Regions from separate parts of the Sus scrofa genome. Here region 2 is linked to region 1. The links are chromatin contacts, called in public Hi-C maps. All regions are on one chromosome and are shown on one strand. The core of a region is the stretch at or near the end of the contact, and the rest is flanking DNA. Distances in the headings are between cores, read along the strand shown.

What was found. Hi-C and Micro-C count contacts between places; a contact is called where the count stands out from the background.
Region 2: a contact with region 1 is called in a Hi-C map of fetal liver, with 2.2 times the contacts expected there. The contact joins the promoter of APBB2 here to the enhancer-like site in region 1. A contact is called at or near these places in 3 of 5 promoter capture datasets (fetal liver, fetal skeletal muscle and liver), 16 of 47 Hi-C or Micro-C datasets (adipocytes, embryonic fibroblasts, fetal liver and 8 more) and 1 of 2 datasets of contacts at active chromatin or transcription factors (skeletal muscle).

Annotation. Positions count from the first base shown.
Region 1 is chr8:32,218,665-32,223,264 of Sscrofa11.1, forward strand. The region is part of intron 2 of APBB2 (amyloid beta A4 precursor protein-binding family B member 2); the gene reads right to left. Among named protein-coding and RNA genes, the nearest start is that of APBB2, 81 kb to the right of the region's middle. Within about 2 kb of position 1,882, at least 9 of the 83 cell types and tissues checked have an H3K27ac peak or open chromatin away from gene starts, as enhancers often do. A contact at or near this core is called in fetal liver, where this site is marked.
Region 2 is chr8:32,300,275-32,304,496 of Sscrofa11.1, forward strand. It overlaps APBB2 (amyloid beta A4 precursor protein-binding family B member 2), which reads right to left and starts at 1,963. Exons shown (of 18, transcript XM_021101154.1): 1 at 1,506-1,963.

The sequences.
Region 1 (4,600 bases), core at 632-3,131:
TGAGGCCCTTGTGGCTGGTCTCCTAACTTCCCAAAGACAAAACTTAGGCGCTATCTTATATTTTTTCACCTCCATCATATCCCTCCTGGGGTCTCTGATGGCCATTTCCAAGCCTGCCTCCTCCACCTGCCTTGCTCAGTGGGTTAAGGATCCAGCGTTGCTGTGAGCTGTGGTATATAGGTCACAGACGTGGCTTGGATCTGGCATTGCTGTGAGCTGTGGTGTAGGTCACAGAGGCGGCTTGGACCCCACGTTGCTGTGGCTGTGATGTAGGCTGGCAGCTGCAGCTCCAATTCGGCCCCTCGCCTGGGAACCTCCATATGCCGCAGGGGCCTCCATAAAAAGAATGCTGACCCATCACAGCACCTCCTGCTCACGGTGGAGCTCTCTGCAGGGCACAGACCTGCTCCTCCAGCTTCTCCTCAAATGCCCAGCCCTGTCCTATGACCTCTCATGCCTTCTGATCCCATGCCTCCTCTGCTCTCTCCTGCCCCTCTCCACTGCCCTAGATCTTAAGGTCTTTTCTGCCCTTGAAGGTTCACTATAGGATCCCACCTCCTCCAAGTCTTCCCAGGATGGTCTGGCTCATGCTGAGTTCTACCTCCTCAGGGTTCCTGTGGTCTTTAACACCATACCAACGGTACCACATCACGCTGGCCCATCTAGCTGGCTGTCCCTAGAAAGCAAGAGCCATGCCATACATTTTTCAGGCCCCATGCCACCCAGTCTATAGGCAGCAATCATAATACTTGCTGACAGTAAGTATCCAAGAGGATAATGTTTGAATTATTTTAAATGTATTGTCAACACTGGAAAACTGGGAGCGGTCACATAAAAATCCAAATGTATGTCTTCTTTTGAAATACTGGACAATCAGTTACCACTCGGCCCTCATTCCTGAATAGCTGAGTGGTAGCTGCACCCTTTTTCCCCCTTTCTGCCTTTGTTGACTTTTCTGTCAGGTCATGGTAGGCATTTGAGTTTGCAATTCAATTACTGTGAATTGTTACATGACCAGGCTCTTTGGGGAGTATTTACTGAAGGTAATATTAGTTTTTCTCATTCATGGCAAACAGTTACAGACTTGTCCCAACTTTTCTATGTTATAAACATAATGAATTATATACACGCATCAAATCCGTACACACATATGTATTTCGGAAACTGTCCCCTTAACCTTGCCAATGGATTACAATTCCTACACTATGGTTTAAATACCTTGAAATCTGGAAGGTATAATTCTTCCCAAGACTAAGGGTAAAAGGGTCAGACATCAGTCCAGAAGCTACACAAAAAAAGAAGGAAAGACGAGGCAAAAAGAATATTTCTGCTTCTGATGAGCTATTTAGCAAACTACTTTAGGGAAAAAAAAGTTTCTGCAATCCTTTTTGAAACTAGAAAAATTATATGACTTTGCTGATTTTAAAAAACAAAACATCAAAGATTAGAGGTTGAAACATGTACAGGTAAGTTACGGTGGGTTCATTCTCCAGACCACAACTGCCCGCATTCAAAAGAAAAATTGTCATCTTCCCATTCGCATCAAACTATGACCAAAGGAGGCAGATCACCCCATAAAGAAAAGACTACGACAGTTTCCAGAGAAGCCCACCAAGAGTGGAAGAGTTAAGGAGTTTTTGTTATTGGAAGAGTCTAGGGGAGTTATCTCCTTTAACCTCTGACTCATGTCCAGGGGTTTTAATTAAGAGAAAAGCAAAATCTGAATGCAGAAGTCAGGAGATATTTAAAAGGCACCCTGGCTCTATCTGTGCATCAAGTCTTTTCTTCTAGTCCAAACAGGCAGGCCTTTCTCAGCAAACAGCTTTCCTGATTAGCAATCAGATTTGCGAGACGTCCGCGGCCACCTCCCACCCTGTGGTCTGAAAAGCAAATACAGTTCAGTCCAAAGCTCATACTTACAGCAAACAAACTGAGCATAAGGGTACATGTTCAGACACACTTCGGCAGGATGGGATTCTTTGTCCTTCAAGTCACATTCAATAAATATCTGACTTTCTCCTTCTCTTTCCCAACTCAATGTTTTAACTAATAAGCTTTCCAAGGAACAGCTGCTGGCTTAGCACATTATTTCGCCACTCTTCCTATAAAAATTCCTACTTCTTCTACAGGCAAACAGATATGAAAGGCTAAATACGAACACTAGAAAAAAATGTACAGTGTTTTTAAAAAATACTTACTAAAATTTTATAAATTGCATAAAACATAATGAATGGTTGTAGTCTATGATCATATACTGCCCAGCCAGCTCTTGATTCTAGTTTAAAAGGAAAGAAAATGAATTAATGAACATGGTTAGAAAACTCAAGTAATATAAAAAAGAAAGAAAAGTTTTTTAGTGAAGTAAAAGTTCATCTCTTTGGGGGGGGATGTATACAAATACATTTTCTTTAAGATGTATATATATCTTCTTTAAAATGCATATGCAAAAGGGGGAGTTCCTGTTGTGGCTCAGCAGAAAAGAATCCGACTAGGAACCATGAAGTTGTGGGTTCCATCCCTGGCCTCGCTCAGTGAGTTAAGGAGCACTGCTGTGGCTGTGGTGTAGGCCAGCAGCTATAGTTCCAATTAGACCCCTGGCCTGGGAACCTCCATATGCCGCAGGTGTGGCCCTCAAAAGCAAAAAATAAATAAAATACGCATGCAAAAGGGAATGGTTCTGCAAACTATTTTTTCATTTTATATAGATATATGCATATATATACATGTACAAGTATTTATAAATATAAATAATATAAATCCAATCTACAGAGTTCTTTCATTTTTTACAAATACGCTATAACTTGTACCAATATCCTGGCATCGTTTTAGGTGACCCAATTTATGAAATTGCTGGGATTTTAAACTTTGAAAGATATTGCCAAGTTGTGCTCCAGCGGCATCTGCTTCAGTAAGATAATTCAAGCTCAAACGGCGGCCCCTTTTCTGCATGTAATGTATCACAACTGACCTGCTTTGTTTCAAACTGCAGTACCGAACTGCCAGACCACACACCCATCAGAGAACAAGTCAGCTCTTCCAGACAACCCAGACTCTATGACCCAAACCAGAAGCCCCACAGAGCAAAGCTGGAGCCTGGTGCTCACAGCTCTGAAAAGGTTCAGTATAGCTGACCTTTACTTTTTTCTCCCTTCGTTTAAGACACAAGGGCAGGAAAAGGTGGGTGGAGGGAGATGATCATCCGAGGTCCATTCAAGATGCTGTGACAAATACCAAACTGGGTGGCTTATAAACAACAGAAATTTTCTTCTCACAGTTCTGGAGGCTGGGCATCCCAGATCAAGGTGCCAGCACTGTCACCTTCTCGTGAGGGCCCTCTTCCTGATTCAAAGCTGGCATTCTCATGGTGTCCTCACGCGGCAGAAGGAGCTAGCTCTCTCTGGAGCCTCGTTATGAGGCAGTAATCCCCTTCACACGGGTTCTACCCTTGGGGCCTTAAGCACCTCCCAAAGTCACCACCTCCTTGTACCGTCATCTTTGGGGGTGATGATTTCACCCCCACTGAGGGGGACACATAAAGTACTCAACTATGAATACTCCCAGGTAAAAAGACGAGACATCTCAAACCATCATAGACTTGGACACCGCGGTCCCATGCCACGGTCAGATGCCACGGGACTCCCATGGCAGGCAGGGCAAAGAAGCCTGGAGCTCCCCCAGACAAAAAGTGCAGAGTCAGGGCAGGGGAAAGTCAGGAAAGTCCCAAGCTTACCTTCTCCCTTCATCCTCTAAGGAGCTGCTTGGGAGCATCTGATTCCCTCAGCAGCCAGACACCTCTGGGCAACTAACTCACAGCAACTGGATGAGTGTATGGCTGGGCCACATACCTTGGCTGTAAAACCTTGGACAGACTCCCAAACATACCATCCATTCTCCCCACACCCCACAACCCCCCCCACCAGGCCATACCATGCATTTTTATTTCCGCCTCTGAGGGTCTGATTACGTATTTTCCTCAGGTGAAAAGGCTTGAAAACCCCCATCCTCTGACTACCTCCGACTTCCCACTTATTTCTCAAAAATAACAAAAAGGCCACTTCTCCGGATTAATCTACATCCACAGTAACTACTCTCCCTTGGAAATTCCAAAGCATCCTACTCATGCAGTAACTTTAGGCCTTTATCACCTCATTAATTACAATATCAATGAAAGATTTATAAAGAGCGATTCATAGTTTTCTACAGGTATGTCACGAAGCTGGAGAAAAAAGCGTATGGATTCCAGTCGAGATCAGTAGATGTGCGATTTGGATGAAACCATTTGTTCCGGAGCTTCTTTATCTATAAAACAGGGTTGCAGTGAGGCGTCTCCCCATCAGGGCCCCGTCCCAGCAAAAGCTGAGGAAGCGCTTGAGTCCTCAGCACACTCGACAAGCTCCATAACATGTGAGCGCTCCCCGAAGGGCTGCTATTCGGGCTCTCTCTCCCCCAGGACGGTTCATTTCGTTCTCTTCCAGCAACTACCAAAGTAGACATTGTTAATGCTGTCAACAAGTTCATGCGGAATTTAACTGAATTGCACCGAACCAAGTAAAATTAATTCAGCATCTCTTATCACGTATCCACGAATGCCTCCTCAAGA
Region 2 (4,222 bases), core at 713-3,212, 82 kb after region 1:
TTTCAACAAATGTCATCCTTTCAAAACAGAGCCATTTCGAGGACTCTGTGAGTTCCGATAAACAACTGCTGAACAAATCCTGCTTTCAAGCTACAAGCTGAAAACATAACAAAGCAGCTACCTAAATTCACAAAGAAATCCCCCTTCCTGAAAGCCCAGCTACAGGAATTCAGAGATTCTTAATTATCATGGCCATTTGAGGACAAGATTTGAAATCTAAATCCACGACAAGGAAAAAAAAAAAAAAAGAAAAGACTTAAGAGACCCAAATTCAGAACAATGGATCAGGATGCCACTGTTTGCTTTTTTTAAATCAGTGAAATATTAAAACACATGACAAACCAACGCCAACCTCACAAAGTTTCCTCATTTCCTGGGATTCAACCACCACTGCTGGCATCATGTTATGGTAACCCCTTAAGTAGTTTACCTATCAGGTGCAAGGTAAAGGCAGTGACTGAGGAACTTCTTAAACAACACTGTGCCCAGTCTTGTCTGAGCTTCCAACACTGACCTTATTCTCCTCTTAACGTTGGCCCTCCCCGGCCACTCAATCCATCACAAACCCTCTGTAACAGTTGTGGCTCTAAACTGCGCAGAACTTGACTACAAATCGGCCACAACTCTAGATCTGATTTCTCCAATTTACTATTTGTTTAAATTCAAGTCCCAAGCCCCCTTGGCTCTTCGTCCCCGACCTCTCGGTTCTAGATCTCTCAGCCGACGTCAAGATCACCTTTCATTGTTTCTGTGGGACTCCGCATCCCTCCCTCCGCCCAGCAATGTTTTCATCGCACAAATGTCATTTCTAGCGTTCAACCCTCCATTCCGCCCGGCGGGCAGCAGAGGGGATTCCTGATTCGGTCCCCTTCGCACAGCCATTTTCTAGTTAAAACGCTCCCTGCCTCTGAAGGGGAAATGAACTTTTCCCCCTTGATCTTGCAGCGGCTAAGCTCTGAACCCCTAGAAAAGCCAGCCGGGTCTTCAACTCCCCCGCAGGAGCGCACTGCCGCCCGGGGAGGAAGAGCCCAGCCGCACAGCGGAGGCCAGTGCCAGGGCAAGGGGGTGTGCGCTCTTCCCCGCCGGCGCCCACCCTCACTTTTCCCTTCCGCAGCCCCCACCCCGGCGCAGCCCCTCCAATCCTGTCTCCCCGCCCAGGCCCTGCCAAGCCCCCGGCTGCGGAGGGAAAGGGGGCGCCGAGAAGCGGGAGTGATGGAGTCAAGGAGTGAGCCCGCAGTCACCGTGCCACCCGGCCCTGCGGCGCGGGCGCAGGGCGCACGGGACTCCGCAGCGGACGCCCGCTGCAGATGCGTGGCAGCTGCTGCAGCTGTGGCTGCGGCTGAGCGGGCAGACGGCAGCAGCCGCGCAGACCTCGGGGGCCGGGAGGAGAGGAGCAGCCGCCCGGGCTACTTGCCGCACGCCGCTGCCGCTGCCCAGGTCTCCCGCCAGCACTCCCGGGCCGCCCAGGAGTCCAGAGCAAAAGCAAGGAAGAAAGCGGGGCTCACCGGTGGTGCGCGCGGCGCTCTCCTCGGCTCCGGCACCCGGCAGCTCTGCTCCAGTCTCGCCCTGCCCGGAGCGCCACGATCAGCTGCGGGTGCAGCGCACGAGCTTCCTACTTGAGACCAAGACGGGCTCCGGCAACTGAGCATGCCCAGTGCCGCTCCGCGAGTCCCGCTCAGGGAGCTGCGCCGGCGAGATTCCACTTCTCCAGGCTTTGGCGGCGGCTGCGCGGAGAGGCTGGAGGGGCCGGACCCGCCGGGGGCCGATCCCGAGAAAGGCGGGGCCGGGGGCGGGGGCCGGGAAGGAGGGGGCGGGCCGCGCGCCTAGTGCGACCCCTGCAGGCAGAAGCTTCCGGGCATCGCGAACGCCTGGTCCCCTGACCATCTGAGAAGATGGCAGAGAAGCAGTGCAGGCCAGAGACCCAATGCGACGCAGCCTGGTATCCCCTCCATATGGCTCGGCGTCTGTCTGCAGCAAAAGGAAGTTGGGTAACATTATCCCTGTCTAGTCTTTTCTCCCACATGCCTGCATTCCCTTATCTGAGGAAAATGTCCTCAGATGAGAGCTGCCCACGCCCATCCAGCTGCAACATGTAGGCGAGACCTTCCTTCTGCCTCCTTATCTAGAACCCCAGGCATATGCCCCCCACACACACACACCATTCCTTGATGTGAAAATCACAGCAGCATCACCTCAAGGAAGAAACATACCTGCAGGAGGGGAAAGCATAATTTCTTCTTCACTTCCAGGAATATTAAATATAGTTCGAATTTAGAGAAGCAAGGTTCTAATAATGGATACTCAGTAAATAGTCATCAGTGCCTGCCCCAGGCACTGTGAATAGCATCCCCAAAGCATCATTAGGGTTGCTCTTCATCAATGCAGTGGATATCAAACTTGACCCTGCATCCCAATCGCCTGGAGGATTTATGGAATCACAGACTGCTGGACAGTCTCTGAATGGGTAGGTCTGTGGTACTGCCGAAGCATCTGTACATCTAACAACTTCCCAGATGATGCTGGTGCTGCTGGTCTGAGGGCCATACTTTGAGACCTCTTGCTCTACTACACAAACACACAGCCTCACCTACTATCTTTTTCAGATGGATTTTGCTAAAAGTAATTTAATAGTAGCTATTAAATAATGGCTCCTCCTAACTCACCCTCTTCCCCAAACCTCCGGAGTGCAGTCCTTCTGCAAACAGCAAACTCACACCCGGAAAGTCCCTATTCTTCGCAAGAGGACTCTATGCGGTTGGGGATGGCATTATTTTCTCCTTTGGCATCATGAATCTATTGAGTACCCACAAGATCTTATAGTTAGCCTGGGGACGGCAGTGAATAAAAAAGCCCAGACCCCAGCTTTCATAGAGCTTAGTGCACAGCGAGGTGGACAGGCACCCATTAAAGAATCCCCCCGAAATGTCCCTTCAAACATGAGGAGCGCCAGGGGGGAAATCTACCAGGTGTGTGCAGAAGGGTGTATAATGGGACCCTGAGCGCAGACTAGAGTGGGGTCGGAAGGAATGAGTGGTGGGAGAAAGATGCCTTGTGGAGGAGGGGTTTCTGACGTTTGCACCAAACTTCTCCCATGAACAGTTTCTCTGAGACCAACCTAGAGGCCAACAATAACGTCACTCCTTTCCAACAGAAAAACAATACTGCCACTGAGGAATCCCTACAAATCCATGAAAGTGCTCAGCCTTGGTGCTGTATCGCTGCACTCCAAGATCTATCTATGCAGCCCGTGGACGGGACATTCGGGGGCCGCAGTTTAACCCACTTTGGGAAAACTCAGGCTCTGAACTGGAAAGCCTTCAAGTTCAAGCCTATGCCCTTCAGGCCTAGAGAGGAAAGGAAATTAGCCCAAGTCCGCCCCCGCCCCTCAGCAGCAGAGACCGGCCCTGGTACCAGCCTTGAAGGCAGGTCCCCTTTTCGCAGGTACTCTATTCTCTCGGACCCCACAGCTTCCCATGGTTCCCCAGGAGTCTGGCCCTGCCACCCGTTCAGTCCGGGGTCCCGGGGCTGTACACCGCGCCCGCCCTACGGGATCCATCTCTTCCCGACCCGGAGGAAAACCCGCGGTGGAGTCCTTGGCGGCGGGGCGGGGCGGGGCGGGGCGCGCAGGCGCAGTGGCCGCCAGGTTGGGCCAAGGAGGCGCCCCGCTCCACACCTGATGCAATCAGCCTTCCGGAACCGGGTCCGGCGGCCGCGCTCACGCAGGAAACGCTCCTGCGCCCTCCCCTCGGCCGCGGCCCCCCCGCCCGCGCCCGGCTTCCGAGCCTCCTCGCCGTCCAACTTCGCCTGGGGCGGAGGGCGGCATTCGGCGTCCCGCAGGGGACGCGCGGAAAGAGTAGGGAATTCATCGCCAGGAAAAGCAAAATTCCCGGCTGCCCTAATAGTGACGTGGAAACGGCCACCGAACGTGTCGTGGCTGCAGCAGGAAATTCCCTTAATTATGTATTTCCAGAAGGTGGGCGGGGGTCGGGAGTGGGGAAGCTTGTAACCTTCCTCTGCCTGCTTCCTTCGACCCCCTCCAACACACATTTTCTCGCTCCCAGGAAGGAACGTTTAGAGTAATAGCGGTTTCCAGGCCGTATGGAGAGGACTCCTTGACACCCCGACACACACCCACATCCCGGACGTGCTCCGTGTGTACAGCACGCTCGCTCTGCTGCATAGAGCCTTACACTGCTAACTCATTTTATACATCATTGGTTTC